2 separate regions of the Zea mays genome follow, and region 1 is linked to region 2. A link is a contact called in public Hi-C data. All regions are on one chromosome and are shown on one strand. The core of a region is the stretch at or near the end of the contact, and the rest is flanking DNA. Distances in the headings are between cores, read along the strand shown.

Region 1 (3,433 bases), core at 294-2,793, 410 kb after region 2:
GCCAGCTTCTATAAAATTCGTTGGGGGCAAAAACCATCCAAAATCAACATAAACATATAATCGATTGAGTCGTTGTAATAGTAGGAATCCGTCACTTTTTAGATCTTAAGCCTTATGAACAACTTTATCTTACTCCATACGTAATCGTAATGATACTCAGATTTTCTCCACAGCCAGATTTTCAGAAAAGCTGGTCAGAAAAAAGCTTCGATTAGATGAATGAATGAATAGCGCTGGTTGCCTTGGGGGCAGATTTCACAAAGACTAGTTTTGGTCATTGCCAACGGCGAATGATTTTATCTCCCTAGATTTCTCCTGCCTTTGTCGCATGTGTTAGTTTTGGGGTAGCATCTGCGCACAGGACTCTGTTTATCCGCCTTTCCTTTTCTCCTGGCATTTTGGAGTAGATGATATACTATTTGTTGAGCCTTTTCTCCTGGCATGTGGCCATGTGCCAGTAGTAGGGATGACAATGGGTATGGATATGGGTAAATGGCCGCAGATAATTATTCATTAGATATGAGTATAGTAGAATTTAGTATCTGTATGTACGCTTATGAATATAATTAGGTATCCGTGGATAATTTTTCGCGGGTATGGATATCCAGTATCCATACCCGTTACCCAATAGATATATGATATATGGGTCATCCGGATTTAATATATTATCATAAATTCCCATTTTCAATTTTTATCCATGACATATTGTTTGGTACTGAAATTATTATTTGATGTTGCTGAAATGATAATTGTTTTGAAATGTGATAAAAATTGTTGTTTGGTGTTGAATGCTAAAATTGTAGTGGACGAGCGGATAATGGGTATAGATCCATACCCACGAACGTTTATAGGTACGGGTATGGGTTGAGTTTTGTCTCGCGGGTATAGATTCGCGAACTATATATCTGTGTACTACCCGACCGATTGCCATCCTAGCTCGTACTAGCAGCGAGCCGCATACATTTGGCAATCATGTTACTGTTGTAATAATGTTACATAAATTGTTTTATGTATTATTCGCTCTCTACAACAACAACAAAAGTCGAATAAATATTCGAATTCGCGTCCAAATTTGCATTCAAATTTTATATTTATCATTTGATAAAATATATGATAAATTTAAGGTTTACTTTTCATGAACTTTTACAAGCTCAATGGTAAAAACAAGAATAAAAAATTGTATAGCAGATTCTATATATTATTTGTTCGCAATCAACCAAAAATTGATATCCAAATAAGTTTCCATTTTTTACCATTTTAATCTCTACTTGCATAAAGCAAAGAGGACCGATTCTAAGCCCGAATTATATCTCGCATTCACCACCAAATCCAAATCAAGCCACATGCATCTCCTCAACTCGCGGCTGATGCTTCTTTCTTGTGGATCCCCACTTTAGAGAAGTATAATAAATTGATGTAGACGGGCTGTAAAAGATATCATATCAGATTTACAGTGATGTGAAAAAGGGAAAATAAAAAATGAGCTACTGACTATAGTAGCCAACTGAGAGCAGGCCCAACTCTGAGCCTAGGCCAGAGGCACGACGGCCAGGGCCCCAACCGGAAGGGGCCCAACTAGAAAGAAATAGAATTTGATTGGTCACGGTGTAACGGAAAGACGTTTCTTAAAATTGGAAATTCTGAAAATTTGTTTGTTATCAACTATGGTACAACAAAGATTGAATAGCTTGGCAATGTGTAGCATTGAGAAAAATATTTTAGATAACATTGATCTTCATATTATTCTTAATGATTTTGCATCAAGAAGCCTCAGAGGAGAATTTGTTTAAAGGACTAAATCATTATTATCCATAGAGTCACGTGGCTTAGTTACTATTCGAGATAATCATGTTTTTTTAAAATTTTGTGGCTCTTTTAGTTTGTGTTATAGACATGGTTTCTGCAAACTATATATACATATATCATTATTACAATTATCTCTTTAATTATACGGTAATTTTAAAAAGAAAGATAGCATAAAGGGTCTATACTGGCTAGTTTGCTTGGGGCCCTTAAAATCATAGAACCAGCCCTGGCTGAGAGTAGGCGACAGACGGACTCGGCTCTCTAAGAGAGAGAGGTAGAATAAATATTAAATGTACAGCTTGTATCACGAATGAGTTATTATATAAATAGGTTTTTAATTGACTACTAGTTATGTGCTCATGTGTTGCCATGAAAGTTAAAAATTTGTTTAAAACATAGATATGAAACGATAAACATCACTATGTTATGTAATATCCGTGTGACTATAGCCATGATATGTAAAATGGAGAGTGAAAGATCTTGTTCTCCATTGATTTGTGTACCTTATGGTTAAGTAGAGCTTTTCACCATAGTGTAGACTATAGCTATTGGCTATTATGGCAGAAATGGGAAGAGCTTTTCACCATAGTATTTACTGCAGACTTCGATAGATGTCGTGGAGCAGAGCAACTGCCGTACACCTGCACGGCCGCACCGCTGACATGGGTATGGGTAAGCGCCGTAAATGCAAATTGACCATGTCACATGGCAATGGCAGGAAGCATTGTGCACGGAATGCGGCGAATGCACGTGCTTTGCATCATACGCTCATCTCGCGGCAGCCCCAGTCAATCGCTGCTGTTTTGTTTTACCCATACCCGTGAGCGAATGAGCCATTCAGGTCTCGTGAACCCTGTGCCCGGATTAGTGGTGGTTGGACATTCAAAGGGGTCGTCACAGGGCTCCAACAAAGCGGTCATAACAGCTGCTCACGTTAAATTACCAATCAGCATAAGTTAGTCGTTCATTACCCATTGCCACAGCTGAATCTAATCAATATTTACATCAAACATCAATCTCCCTCTCTAACATCATCGACACTGAAACGTCTGAAGGATGCAAAACTGTAGCTGCGGCCTCATAGAAAAGCCGAAAAGGTCCTGATTCCGTTACTACTTCAACAGACTGTCATCGTGCCATGGAAAGCACAACAAAACGCTCTGTTATGAATGTCGCAACCTCGCGGGTACCTGAGAAGCCTTTCATCACACAATGATAGAGGCAGCACACCACACAATTTTCTTTTTGCTCGCAGATTCCATCTGTGGATATTGAAGACGATATTGACAGAGAAATGCTGCTGGTCATGTCCCAGCAGAGGTGGCATCAGCGACAGTGTGGCTCGTGTCTTCTCCGTGCTTTCCATTCATCTGCACTCGTTGTCGCTGGAATAATCAGAAAGGGATATATCAACAAAACTCAGTACCAAAAGCACGAGGTTATGAACAAAAAACAGTGAGATATAATCTAATAGCTCATTTTATGCATGCAGCCGTGCATTGAAAGGTACGCCCAGCCCGTTTACGATAATTCAGAAACTGTGAGGTACCCAATCTGTAGCATCGATAGAGTTTCCATTTAACAATTTATGGAACTCATCCATCATCCTCCCGTCCTTCTCAAGTTT
Region 2 (3,438 bases), core at 539-3,038:
GTGTGGTCAATGTGTAATTTCTTTTTCCTACATATAATTTGATTGGCTCTAAAGAAAAGCCCATTGATCTAGGCTTTCGCCTTTCTGCACTCGGGGAAAGAAGAATTTGATGGTTGATGGCTTGATGCATTCTACTCACTCTGTCTCTTTAGGTGATGCTACGGTATTTATATTGATCAAAGTTTCTTGACTAGATTTATAAAAATTACTAGCAGTATTTATATCTTAAGGTAAATTGTATTATAAAAATAGATTCAATGATCTATATATGCAATTGATAATATTATTAAAAAAATCAACGACCTATGTACTGATTATATACTATAAATATTTGTTATGTAAATATATATGTTTTGTTAAAGTTCAGTATGTTTAGTTTTTTTGAAAGGTGAGAACGGCAGATGAAAATAGACGGAGAGCGTAGCTGTCAAATATATCCGTGCATTAGCATGGGAGGAGATCAGGAGAGACAGGATACATTGCAGAGGTGAGAGGAAATCCTTCGCTGTCCCTTATGATAGAAAACATGACCCAAATATTAGATAATACTAACTAGGTGTCCGTGCTTTGATTTTGCTGTCACTAGAATCTAGTTATAGTGTGGCTTACGGTGTGGAGGAGGATGGAGAGGTTTAGGGTCTGTTTGGTTCACGGCTAACCGTGTCACACTTTGACTAAGGTTAGTCATCTGAATTAAAAAACTAACCTTAAACAGAAAAGTTAGCCAAAATATGACAAGTTAGGTAGTAAATCGAACAGACCCTTAGTGTTTTGGGAAACGGAAGTGTTGGCTTCCTCTCGTCGTGACGACTCAGCGGATTCCGCATTCACATTGATTTAGACGATTTTCACATAAGCGATTCTAATAGAAGCGGTCAAATAAGCAAAGTGTTTGGCGGCCACAAGTTGATTCGGGCGGTCAGAAACCGAATCAAACATTCCTATATCACCAAGTAGATCTTACTTAAATGAAATGTCGTTGTCTGCCTAGGTGGACACATCACTGCTACAGACTAATCCTACTGAGGGGCAGCAATGAAAAAAATAAGGAGAAGCACCATAATATACAATTACTAATATTATTAAATCCTTTGAGATAAACCCAAATACTCCGGCGCTTTGGGGGCCGGCAGGGAGGGCTGCTGGCTGGCTGGCTTGTGGTGATTTGATTTGATTCCCATGCATGCAACGCAAATACTCCCAAGTCCCGTCCAGCTTTGGGGCAGGAAAAGAAACTGTTTGTTTTTTGTCTCGTCTGCTGGGCCCTGCCTGCCATACTCGCGAGCTTCGAGGCTCGCTGGGCCGCGCTCTGATCCCTACAGTATCTGATGAGCCGTTGTTTTCGATCCAAGTAGGAGGAGGACAGGAGGCCTAGGAGTAGTAACTTTCATGCCAGCCGCAGCCGGTGGATAAAAAGAAGGGAACGCAGCTGCAGCAGTGTCCGTGTCGACTGACTCGAATTTAATCAAATCTATGGTAAATAACATTCGTATTTATACCTTATAGACTAATCTATTATTACAATATATATATATATGTATTTTATAATGGAAACTAATAATGCTTATTTTTGCTAAAAAACAAACAAGTATTTTCCGCATATAGATTTTAATTAAGCTCCAAAACACTTTGGTTTCTCGAAATGCAACAGCTACATTGTTCTTTTATGGAGGACGCAGGCTCAGCCTGAAATGAATCGAATGGTTCCTTTCCTTTGGCTCGCTTGTCATTCCCTGCTTTGCCTAGAGCCTAGTAGTAGAGGTGTACTGTACACATAAATAGCGTTCGATTGCAAACAAAAGCGAAAAAGTCGTAGAGAGGAGAGGCTCGACTGCAGCTGCAGGCGGCTCCAGATTGCAGCGGCGCTGAAACTGCAGCATCATCCAGCAGTTACCGTCCTGTGTATCACTTCACCAGCAGCAGCTGCAGCTAGTCGTTCCGGCCCCGATCGGCTGGGGTGTTTTTTTTTCTTTTATCATCATTATTATTATTATTATTATTATTTCCTTTCTGGCCGTCTCGGCGTCTCAGCCTCAGGCCGGCCTCTCGCTGATGTAAAAAAAAACTGGTTGATGTTTACAAGCACATTCCCCAAGATTCATGTAAGTTTCAGGAAGTGTATACATTCTTAGTGGAAACTTGTTTGGTAGCACAATCATGAGTTTTTTTTTTGTTTCTTCTATGTAGTAGGTGCTTGGTTCGAACTACCAAAGCAGATATCTTGGAATCTTACCATGGAGTGCGATAAAGTACTAACATAAATGTGTATTCACTTCATATCAATTAAAATTATTGTCTTTTAGATTTTCGTAGCATTAGCATGAACACCTTACTATTAAGTATATAATCAGAAGAAATATATCCATGATGCATCATTCAGTACAAACTGCACAATTGATGAACTGCAAGTGTGGCCCATCAAAGAAAATCATCGTAAAAATCATTAGATTAACTCAATGTTGGATACACTGGTTTCGCGCCGAAGTAGTGATGCTGGATGAGGTTTTCTCCAGCAAAATGATCCCTGTGAATGACGCGGCGAGGTAAACCGGACCGTCGTCGGTAATGGCGTTGAGCCTCAATGTTGAGGGTAAGTAGATTGACAAGCAAAAGAGTTTCGTCCTCACTATCACTCGAATCAGAATCATCTTCCGTATGCCTGTGAGACATACCGAACTATACCTAACTTGATGAAGTAAACAACAATGAGCGTACATTTGGGTAGAGAATGATTGCATATATATAGGCGAGACCAAAGCGGCTTTAGGGGGAAGCTGGGGGCTTCCATTGAAAGCCAACCGTGCCTTTCTTTGAAAGCCAAAGGTGGCTTTCGTTGAAAGCCACACGTGGCTTCGTCCATACGACTGGGCGGGTTTGCTTGCAACGTAAGTGTGGTTCAATATATTACGTCTCAATATATATGAAAAATTATGCCATACCACAATTGTGAAGTAATATATGCATTTTGCAATTAAATGTTAAATGAATTGATGTATGCATTTTGCAATTATATGTTAAATGAATTGTTTTTTTCTATATTGTGCGTAATTTAAAACAAACAAATAAATATAATTTTTTTTTCTTATTTAATACGAGCGGTTCATGCCTAACGTGTTAAAAGGAAAATATATAAATAGAAAATGAAGTTGGTTATGTTAGTTATATGGAAATGTATATTTAATGAGTAGAGAGATATGTAGGGGAAAATTTAGGGGGAACGGTTGCGGGACGAGTGAATATAGGGAAGAGAATCTTGCTAACGTGGCTACATAGTAACATTTAGTGGAAAAAAAATTTAGGTGAAACGCTTACGGATAGTCTTATCCTGTGTATCACTTCAGCAGCAGCAGCAAATAGTTCCGGCACGTCACCCCCCCACCCACCCACCCACCATCGGCTGGGGTGTTTTTTTTCTTCTAATTATTATTTTCTTTTCTG

What was found. Hi-C and Micro-C count contacts between places; a contact is called where the count stands out from the background.
Region 1: a Hi-C map of ear shows a contact between it and region 2, with 1.7 times the contacts expected there. The contact joins two enhancer-like sites. A contact is called at or near these places in 2 of 25 Hi-C or Micro-C datasets (ear and tassel).

What each region holds. Positions count from the first base shown.
Region 1 is chr8:174,527,183-174,530,615 of Zm-B73-REFERENCE-NAM-5.0, forward strand. LOC100216799 (Phosphatidylinositol:ceramide inositolphosphotransferase 1) reads right to left here. Exons shown (of 12, transcript NM_001151884.2): 11 at 3,356-3,433; 12 at 2,729-3,191. The coding sequence ends at 3,111. Among protein-coding and RNA genes, the nearest start is that of LOC100216799, 5.2 kb to the right of the region's middle. Within about 2 kb of position 1,544, at least 12 of the 20 cell types and tissues checked have an H3K27ac peak or open chromatin away from gene starts, as enhancers often do. A contact at or near this core is called in ear and tassel, where this site is marked.
Region 2 is chr8:174,112,918-174,116,355 of Zm-B73-REFERENCE-NAM-5.0, forward strand. No RefSeq gene overlaps it. Among protein-coding and RNA genes, the nearest start is that of LOC100217015, 5.4 kb to the right of the region's middle. Within about 2 kb of position 1,789, at least 18 of the 20 cell types and tissues checked have an H3K27ac peak or open chromatin away from gene starts, as enhancers often do. A contact at or near this core is called in ear and tassel, where this site is marked.